3 separate regions of the Mus musculus genome follow, and regions 2 and 3 are each linked to region 1. A link is a contact called in public Hi-C and promoter capture Hi-C data. All regions are on one chromosome and are shown on one strand. The core of a region is the stretch at or near the end of the contact, and the rest is flanking DNA. Distances in the headings are between cores, read along the strand shown.

What was found. A called contact is a pair of places that touch in the nucleus more often than the background predicts. Capture Hi-C pulls out chosen DNA fragments and counts their contacts.
Region 2: a promoter capture Hi-C map of adipose tissue shows a contact between it and region 1, with 2.1 times the contacts expected there. The contact joins the promoter of Add3 here to the promoter of Bbip1 in region 1. A contact is called at or near these places in 3 of 39 promoter capture datasets (the C10 cell line, neutrophils and pre-B cells), 3 of 484 Hi-C or Micro-C datasets (embryonic stem cells and muscle stem cells) and 2 of 9 other capture datasets (adipose tissue and liver).
Region 3: a contact with region 1 is called in a Hi-C map of regulatory T cells, with 12 times the contacts expected there. The contact joins the enhancer-like site here to the promoter of Bbip1 in region 1. A contact is called at or near these places in 1 of 484 Hi-C or Micro-C datasets (regulatory T cells), 6 of 115 datasets of contacts at active chromatin or transcription factors (cardiomyocytes, double positive thymocytes, epiblast stem cells and 3 more) and 2 of 9 other capture datasets (adipose tissue and liver).

Annotation. Positions count from the first base shown.
Region 1 is chr19:53,943,366-53,945,882 of GRCm38.p6, reverse strand. It overlaps Bbip1 (BBSome interacting protein 1), which reads left to right and starts at 1,256. Exons shown (of 4, transcript NM_001195338.1): 1 at 1,256-1,727; 2 at 2,304-2,417. Shoc2 (Shoc2, leucine rich repeat scaffold protein) reads right to left here and starts at 1,007. Exons shown (of 9, transcript NM_019658.6): 1 at 870-1,007.
Region 2 is chr19:53,141,497-53,144,013 of GRCm38.p6, reverse strand. Add3 (adducin 3 (gamma)) reads right to left here and starts at 1,258. Exons shown (of 15, transcript NM_001277100.1): 1 at 925-1,258.
Region 3 is chr19:53,420,216-53,422,732 of GRCm38.p6, reverse strand. No RefSeq gene overlaps it. Among named protein-coding and RNA genes, the nearest start is that of Smndc1, 31 kb to the right of the region's middle. Within about 2 kb of position 1,257, at least 341 of the 459 cell types and tissues checked have an H3K27ac peak or open chromatin away from gene starts, as enhancers often do. A contact at or near this core is called in adipose tissue, double positive thymocytes, epiblast stem cells and 2 more, where this site is marked.

The DNA.
Region 1 (2,517 bases), core at 7-2,506:
AAAGCATCTTCTTTCCGATTCCCAAATAGACAAGCAATTCCACCTGTTTGTAAACCCCCCACTTGCACTGTTAACACAAACCTCTGCGGAGAGGGACGGGGGAGCGAGGGGAGAGGGAGAGAGAGAGAGAGGCGGGCGAATTACTGCTTTGGAGTCCTTATTCTTCTACCTAGGCATGGGGGAGGGGATGGTACAAAACAATGGATACCGAGGGGCTAGGGGGAAAATCTTTTTGCCCTGCAGCCTCCTGCGTTCCGAGCTGGGGGCGGGGAGTTACACTACTTTTCCTCCAGCCCTCAAAGCCGACACGGAGATTGCCACCAGGCGTGTTTAGCAGGGCGGTCTCTGCGGCCACAACTCCTTTCACTCGGCAACACACCCAACGCCGAACCCACCACTCGTCCCGCAGGGTCTGCGAGGAGGAGACCGCTCAGCGCCGAGGACTTTGGGGTGGAGGCGCAGAGACCCCACCCCACAGCCCTACGGCCGCGCCCGCCCTCCCGCCCGCCCGCCCGCCCGGCGCCAAGCGTCCTCGCGACCCGGGCAGCCCCGCAGTCCCGGCCGGGAGGCGCCGAGAGACCGGAGCAGCCGGAGCGCGACTGACTCGCCGCCCCGGGCCCGCGCCCGCGCCCCGGCGCTGTCCCGGCCGCCCGCTCCGCAGTAGGCCCGGCCCGGCGCTGTCAGGGGGCAGCCTGCCGCTCCCCGTGTCCCGCCCGCCGGCCCCGCGCGGGCAGCGGCTCCGAGGCTCCGGCGCCCCGGGCCGTGGCACCCCGGAAAGCGGCCGCGGCGCCTCCCAGGGCCCCGACCCCTCAGGCCTCGCCCCGGCTCCGGCGGCTCGCGCCTGTCAGGACGTGTGGGCCTCCCCTTACCGACGGCCGGCCGGGCCCCCCGACAGGCAGGAAAGCAGAGAACCGGCCCACGGGCGCTCCTGTGCCGCTCCCGCCCCAGGCTGCCGTCCGGAGCCCGGACTCCACCATCCCTGCTCACCTCCTTCCTCCTCCTCGTCCTCCGCTCCCCGAGCGACGCTCCCCTGCCACCGCCCCCCCGCCCCTCCCCCACTCGCCCCGCCCCTCCACACACTCTGGCTCCAATCGCCCCGCCCCAGCCCCCTTGAGCGAGCCTGGGCATTCGCTAGGGAGGAGGGATGGGCGGAGCCAGAGCAAAAGCAGTCACCCAATCAGAGGGAAACCTTGGCGCCAGCTTCCCTGTCCCCGCCCTTTTCCTTTCCTCCGCGGCAGTGCGCGGTCTCCCGCCCACTGGGCGCCGCTGGCTAGCTCCGCCACAGAGAAAAGCCTCCAGCCGGGTAGAGAAACGACTCCCAGTCGGAAGTTACGGTTGAAGCCCAGGCAGCCATAATTGATGATGGCAGGAGGCGTTTCCTGTCACCCGTTTGACGTACGTTTTTCCTGCTTTTGGTTCCCCGTTACCCCAGGCAACAGCAGAGCGGTCTGGAAAGGGATGCACCTGTAAGTATACTTACGGAGGATGTGCACACACACAGTCCACACTGGGCGAGTTAATTCGCGATCGGGAACTGCCGGTTTGCTTGCCAGACCCTTTACGGAGCCCCTGATCGCTTACCTAGAACTACAGTTTAGGGCTTCAAAACTCCCTCGCACCGGAAGTTGCGCTTGCACTTCCTAGTAGGGTCATGGCCAGGAGGTGGGAGTAGCCGGACCCCGCCTGCGCCCCAGGGGGTGCCTCCTCTCCCAGAGCTGACGAGTGAGGTAAGTGTCCCTGACGCCCTACAGCAGGGCCGGCCAGGCCGGATGAACCGCAGGGAGGGAGCTGGGAGAAGACTAAGCGGAGGCCCCGGGCCGCTTCCGCTGGCAGAGGGTTTCCTTTCCGGCTGGTGGGGCGGTGGCCAGCCTTCCCTCCGCCCCTCTGAGGTTCCCTGTAGGGCGAGGCAGCCGGATCGGCCGCCGGGCGAGGCCAGGCCCGCAGTCCCTAGGTCTGCACAGTGGGGCACGGTGCACGCCTCCTCGAGTTCCTGTCGAGTACAGTACTTTCACTCCCTGGCCTTTAGAAACTCCAAATTTTGGGAACCAAAGAAACCGGTTTCCACCCCAGCTATCAAAGAAAAAGATGACTTCCCTGAGCCAACCCGCAAAGCAAAACCTTCCCTTTCATCTTTGATTTTTCTTCCCTTTCTGTCCTGCCTCCCCTTTCTGAGCTCTATGTAAGCTTCAACTAGAAGTCTGGGTTAGGGTATATTGAAGTAGTTAGTCCTGGGTGTTTACGATTGTGAATATCCTTTTAAAGGACATTTTAAAAATATTTAAAATGCTTTATGTGTCTCCAAGACATTGTCTCATGTAGTTCCTTCTGTGGACGTTTGGAGTCAAGAAGTCAATCGTTCTGATAACTACAGATTGGATTCCTAAAGGTGCAAGAAAAAAAAAAAGAACAATTTTCAGGTAAATTGAAATATGCTTATACCTAACCAAACGAAAATTAAAGTACAAATCTACCTTCTCTACCTATGTTCCAGAAAAAAAAATGAAGTAATCCTGTTCT
Region 2 (2,517 bases), core at 9-2,508, 800 kb after region 1:
TTTATGTAGCTCATCCCAAGCCCCAGAGTCTTATCAATTCCTTCCTGAGCCTGGCTCCTAATCCTCACTCAAAGCCTCTTGGCTGAGCTAAATCCCACACCACTCTAGCAAAGTCAATTCCAAGAGCACATGTGCCAAGGATATTTAGTGGTTTTCCTTACACTCCCACTTTAAACGGGCATCTACTTGCAATTAAATCTCTGCAACAAAAAAAGTTCACCTGAGGCCATTCTTGTCATTTTAATAGAGGCCTGGTTTAATAGTGGCCTTGCCTCAGCTATTACATACCTCCAAAGAGGTTGGAAGTGCCCCAAACACCAGCAAACCAAATCTGCTGCCAACTGGGCTGTCACCCCGCAAGGAAGAATAAAGTATCAGGAATGCTTGAAAGGTTATAGTGTGTGTGTGTGTGTGTGTGTGTGTGTGTGTGTGTGTGCGCGCGCGCGCGCGTGCTCGTGCGCACTTTTAGTGTGTGTGTGCTGGGGAGGGTCACACTGATTAGATAAAGTGGTTGAACAATTTCAACTTGTGACTGAAGTTTCTTAAGCCACGAGGGGGTAAAAAAAAAAGAAGAAGAAAAAAGAAAACAACAAATCAACACGGTCTTCTTCCACCTTCTCCAAGCGCGGGAACCTCCCACCGTCCCCGCGAGCACCTTCGGGGTCAGCAAGGCTCCCCGCAGAACAGGATTTTGCAATCCCACGCCCTCGCTGGGGGAAGCCGGGGACGCCCGGGTGAGTCCCGGCCCACTCTGCGGCGCCGCACCCCGACTCCTCGCCCCCAGGTCTGCACTCCTCGGCCCCGTGGGGCTCGCGTTCCCGCCCCGAGCACGGTTCACCTGAGGCCGCGCGGCCAGCCAGTCCGAAGCCCCCTCGGCGTGGGAAGCGCGGCGGGACCCCGGGCCCTCCGCTCCCGCAGGATTACCTCGCAGCGCAGCCGGCTTTGTGCCCACTCCTTCGCCACCGCCGGGCTGCAGCGGCCGCCCGGTCCGCCGCAGCCGCCTCTTAACGTCGCTCGCTCGGTTCCCGAGGAGAGGGCCGGGAAGGGAGGGGGCGTGGAGACGCAGGACCTGGACGCCGAGCCCTCGGCAGCGGGAAGTGGCGACACCTGGTCGCCGACGCGTCTAGCTCTCGCTGCTTCAAAACATCATTTAAAGCCCTTTCCTCTCCCTCCAGCCCCTCGCCCGCACGACCGTTACCGGCGGGCGCCTCGCGCTCTGGCGGGACCAGCCGAACTCCCCACGAACGCCCTCTGGCCCGCCCCTTGGGCTCCGCCTCCACAGGGTCCAGGACTCCGCCCCCTACAGGCTTAGTCTCGCTTAGCACCCCGAAGGCCCCGCCCCACAGGCCTGAACGCCTTGGCCCCGCCTACCACAGGCCACGCCTCAGGGCTCTTGATTCCGCCCTCTACAGGCTTGACCCTTCTAGTACCCCAGCTTCAAGGCCCCGCCCCATGGCCCGAGAGCTCTAGCCCCGCCTCTTATAGGCCACGCCCCAGCAGCCTTCACTCCGCCCAGTACGGGCTGGGCCCTCGTAGCTCAAAAGCGTGCCCCTGGTTCCGCCCTTCGCCAGCCCAGCGTTTTTGCTCCGCTCCTAATAGGCCACGCCCCCAACAGGCTCTCGCAGGTCCAGGCCCCGCCTCTGCTGCCCCTTGAGATCTCTGGCCCCGCCCCTCGAGGCCCCCCTTCGAGCTGCAAGCTCCGTATCCGTGCAGCTGCGGCAGTGGGGGCCTACGTGCTCCGCAGGCGGAGGGCCTGTTGCAGGGCGCCTGCCTGGCGCCTCTGCAAGGTCTTCCTCCCTCAGTGCAGCTCCGATCCGCTGCCGGAGAAGGAAACGACCCCGAGAGAAACCCGATTGAGAGTGGGAGGGTGACGCCACGGAAACATCTACCTCCCCAGTCCTAACGTGCTTCCCCCACCCAGTGAATCTCAGCTGAGCCGTAGCTTTCAGATTGAGCTTCTGTGGCCCACTGAGGCCGCTGGGTTTTTGGGGGGAGAGGCCACAATAGTTGGACTTCAGCTCGGCTCCCACAGGAGGGGGCCTCGATTTTCTCTTCAGCATATTTGCGTTTGGGGGAGCCTCCCGCCTTCACTCACTCCCACAGAGGGACGGGGCAAGGGCCTTTATATTCATTTGGACCAGCCCAAACTCTGCACTCCTACTTTGGCTAATTGCCTCTTAAACCTTCTGAGAGCTGACCTCTTGGGAGATGAAAAGTCTAGGCTCCGCCAGCAGCCTTCAAAATCTGTCTAAAGCCAGGCAAACTTTGCAACACTCATTTGCAGAGTCGGGGATCCCTCCACAGGTGACACTGGGCTGCCCACCCCCGCCTCCCAGACGGGTTTCTCACCCCAACCTATTCTCGAAATAGACCTCCAGGCACACGCTCGCTGCTCTCCTCTGCCACCCACGACTTGCACACCACTCCGGCACACATGCCCTCTCCACTGCACGAATTCACCCTCAAGCACACTCCTCCCAACACCATTCTAGTGATTCATGGTCCCTGGGGTTAACC
Region 3 (2,517 bases), core at 8-2,507, 520 kb after region 1:
ACAGGCCTGAATGTAGCTGGGTGCTTGCTTCAACCTCTAAAGCACAGAGGAATGGCGAGTGGGGTCCTGCTCCTCAGAGCTGAGGTTCCATCCAGCAAGGGCACACATCCAAACTGGCCTCTCGGATTGTTCTCGGTCTTCTGCTGCTCTTTAACAGCCCATTGGATCTGGGACGGCATCTTGCCCCCGTTCCCACTCCCACTCCCAGCTAGCCTGCCCACTAGTGGTTGAGAGACTATCAGTCACGGTTCTAAGGATGGGTTTCTCCTGAGGACTGCAGGCACCAAGGCATAATTAAGGAACTCGAACAGGTCCTTCTGCCTTCTGGGCTCGCCTCCAAATAATGGCGCTGCGCAGAGAGTAGCCTGTTATTCACACGATCCCCCCCCCCCCCCCCCCGTTTAGGTGGAATATCTTCTTCTTCTTCTTCTTCTTCTTCTTCTTCTTCTTCTTCTTCTTCTTCTTCTTCTTCTTCTTCTTCTTCTTCTTCTTCTTCTTCTTCTTCTTCTTCTTCTTCTTCTTCTTCTTCTTCTTCTTCTTCTCCTCCTCCTCCTCCTCCTCCTCCTCCTTCTCCTCCTCCTCCTCCTCCTCCTCCTCCTCCTCCTCCTTCTCCTCTCCTCCTTCTCCTTCTCCTCTCCTTCTCCTTCTTCCTCTTCTTCTTTTTTGTAACCTGACACCCACATCTTCATGACTGCAGCTGTGTATAACTCTCACAAGGAGGGAACCCTGACCACCAAATTCTTCCTCCTTCCTCCTATTTCTCTCAGTGTTGGGATGGTAGAGGTGAGGTGAAAGATTTATGCCACAAAGAGGTACAAGCCATTTTCTCCTCCGAGGCTCCTGCTGGGGGTAAGGGGTGGGTGAGGAGCCCTGATACCAACAGCTATGGACTAGCCTCCTCTTAGCAGTCAGCTTCTCTGCTTTCCAGAGTCCCCAGCAGCTGGAGGTGGGGTCTGACCTTGGACATCAGGGAACAGCACGCGCAGGGGCTAAGTGACCTCAGTTCGGTAGATAGGTGTCTGCTCCTAGAAACTGCCTTATTCCCCCTCACTATGCTCCAGTTCCTTCCTCCCGGCCACCTCAGGTGAAAAGATCTGCATGAAATTCTTTTGCCTTTTCTTGCAGCCGCCAAGTCTTTAACTTTCTTGCACCAATCGCCTTTTCAGGAGGACAAGAAATGAGCTATGATAGGCTATTCAGGAAGTTGAAGACAGCTGATTGGTGCTAATGGGTGTGGGGCGGGCCCTGCCTCTGTCCCATTCTTTCTAGTTAATCATGAGAGAGGCTTTTAACAGAGTCCTACAACCTGGGTTGACTTGAGCCGTCCCTCACTGCCTGGCTGACTCGTCTCTGAGCGTCTTGATAGGGGCCCACCACATCCCTTCCCACCTTACTCAGCTGGTGACTCTGTCTTAGATCACTGCTCCGTGGCTTGAGCACTTTGTCTCTGCTCCGGAAGAGGTTTTGCTCTGTCATAGCTCTCCTCCTCCAGAGGCCAGTGCATCAAAAGAGAGTCAGCACCCTGTAAATAGTTGTGATCCTAGGTGAGTGGCAGGTGTCACACACGCGTGTGTTGCTTGCCGTGACGAAAATGCAATGCGCAAGCAGAAAGCAACAATTGGTTCTTTGTTACAGCATTCCACGCTGGGTTCCATCCAGCATGGCTCCATACCTTTGCGGGGGGAGGAGGGGGAGTAACTAATGACTGCCTCGGATTCCTAAGGGTGAAAGGCTTAGAGGCACTGGGGGGCGGGGTGGCGGCGGGGGAGGGCGGCTAATGCAACCCAGTGTGAAACTCTGCCTCTGTCTGCTATGCTCTCCTTCTGTGAACTCCAGTACTTGATCTCTTGGTATCCCTAGTTTCCTCATGACTAAAATGGGACTGATCATAGTATTAAATAATCTTATGCGTAAAGCATTTACAATGTTGGCTAGCACACAGTAAGCACCGTACAAATTTGCTATTATGAGCACTAAGTGTCACTCTGAAGAGTTCCGTTCTTTTGTAACTAGGAAATGTGATTCTTTTTCCTTAGTTTTCCAAAAGAAGAAAAAACAAAAGAAAGGAAGGAAGGAAGAAAGAAAGAAAGATAGATAGATTTTATTTTATTTATATGGCTGGGCGTGGTGGTACACACTTTTAATCCCAGCACTTGGGAGAGACAAAGACAAGTGGGTTTCTGTGAGTTTGAGGCCAGCCTGGTCTACATAGTGAGTTCCAGAACAGCCAGAGTGAGACCCCCAACTTTAAAATGTGTGTGTGGCCGGGTGTGGTGGCGCACGCCTTTAATCCCAGCACTCGGGAGGCAGAGGCAGGCGGATTTCTGAGTTCGAGGCCAGCCTGGTCTACAAAGTGAGTTCCAGGACAGCCAAGACTACACAGAGAAGCCCTCCCTGTCTTGAAAAACAAAAACAAAAAACAAACAAAAAAGAATAAAATGCGTGTGTGTGTGTGTGTGTGCACATATGCATGTGTGTGTGTGTGTGTGTGTGTGTGTGTGTGTGTGTGTGTGCACA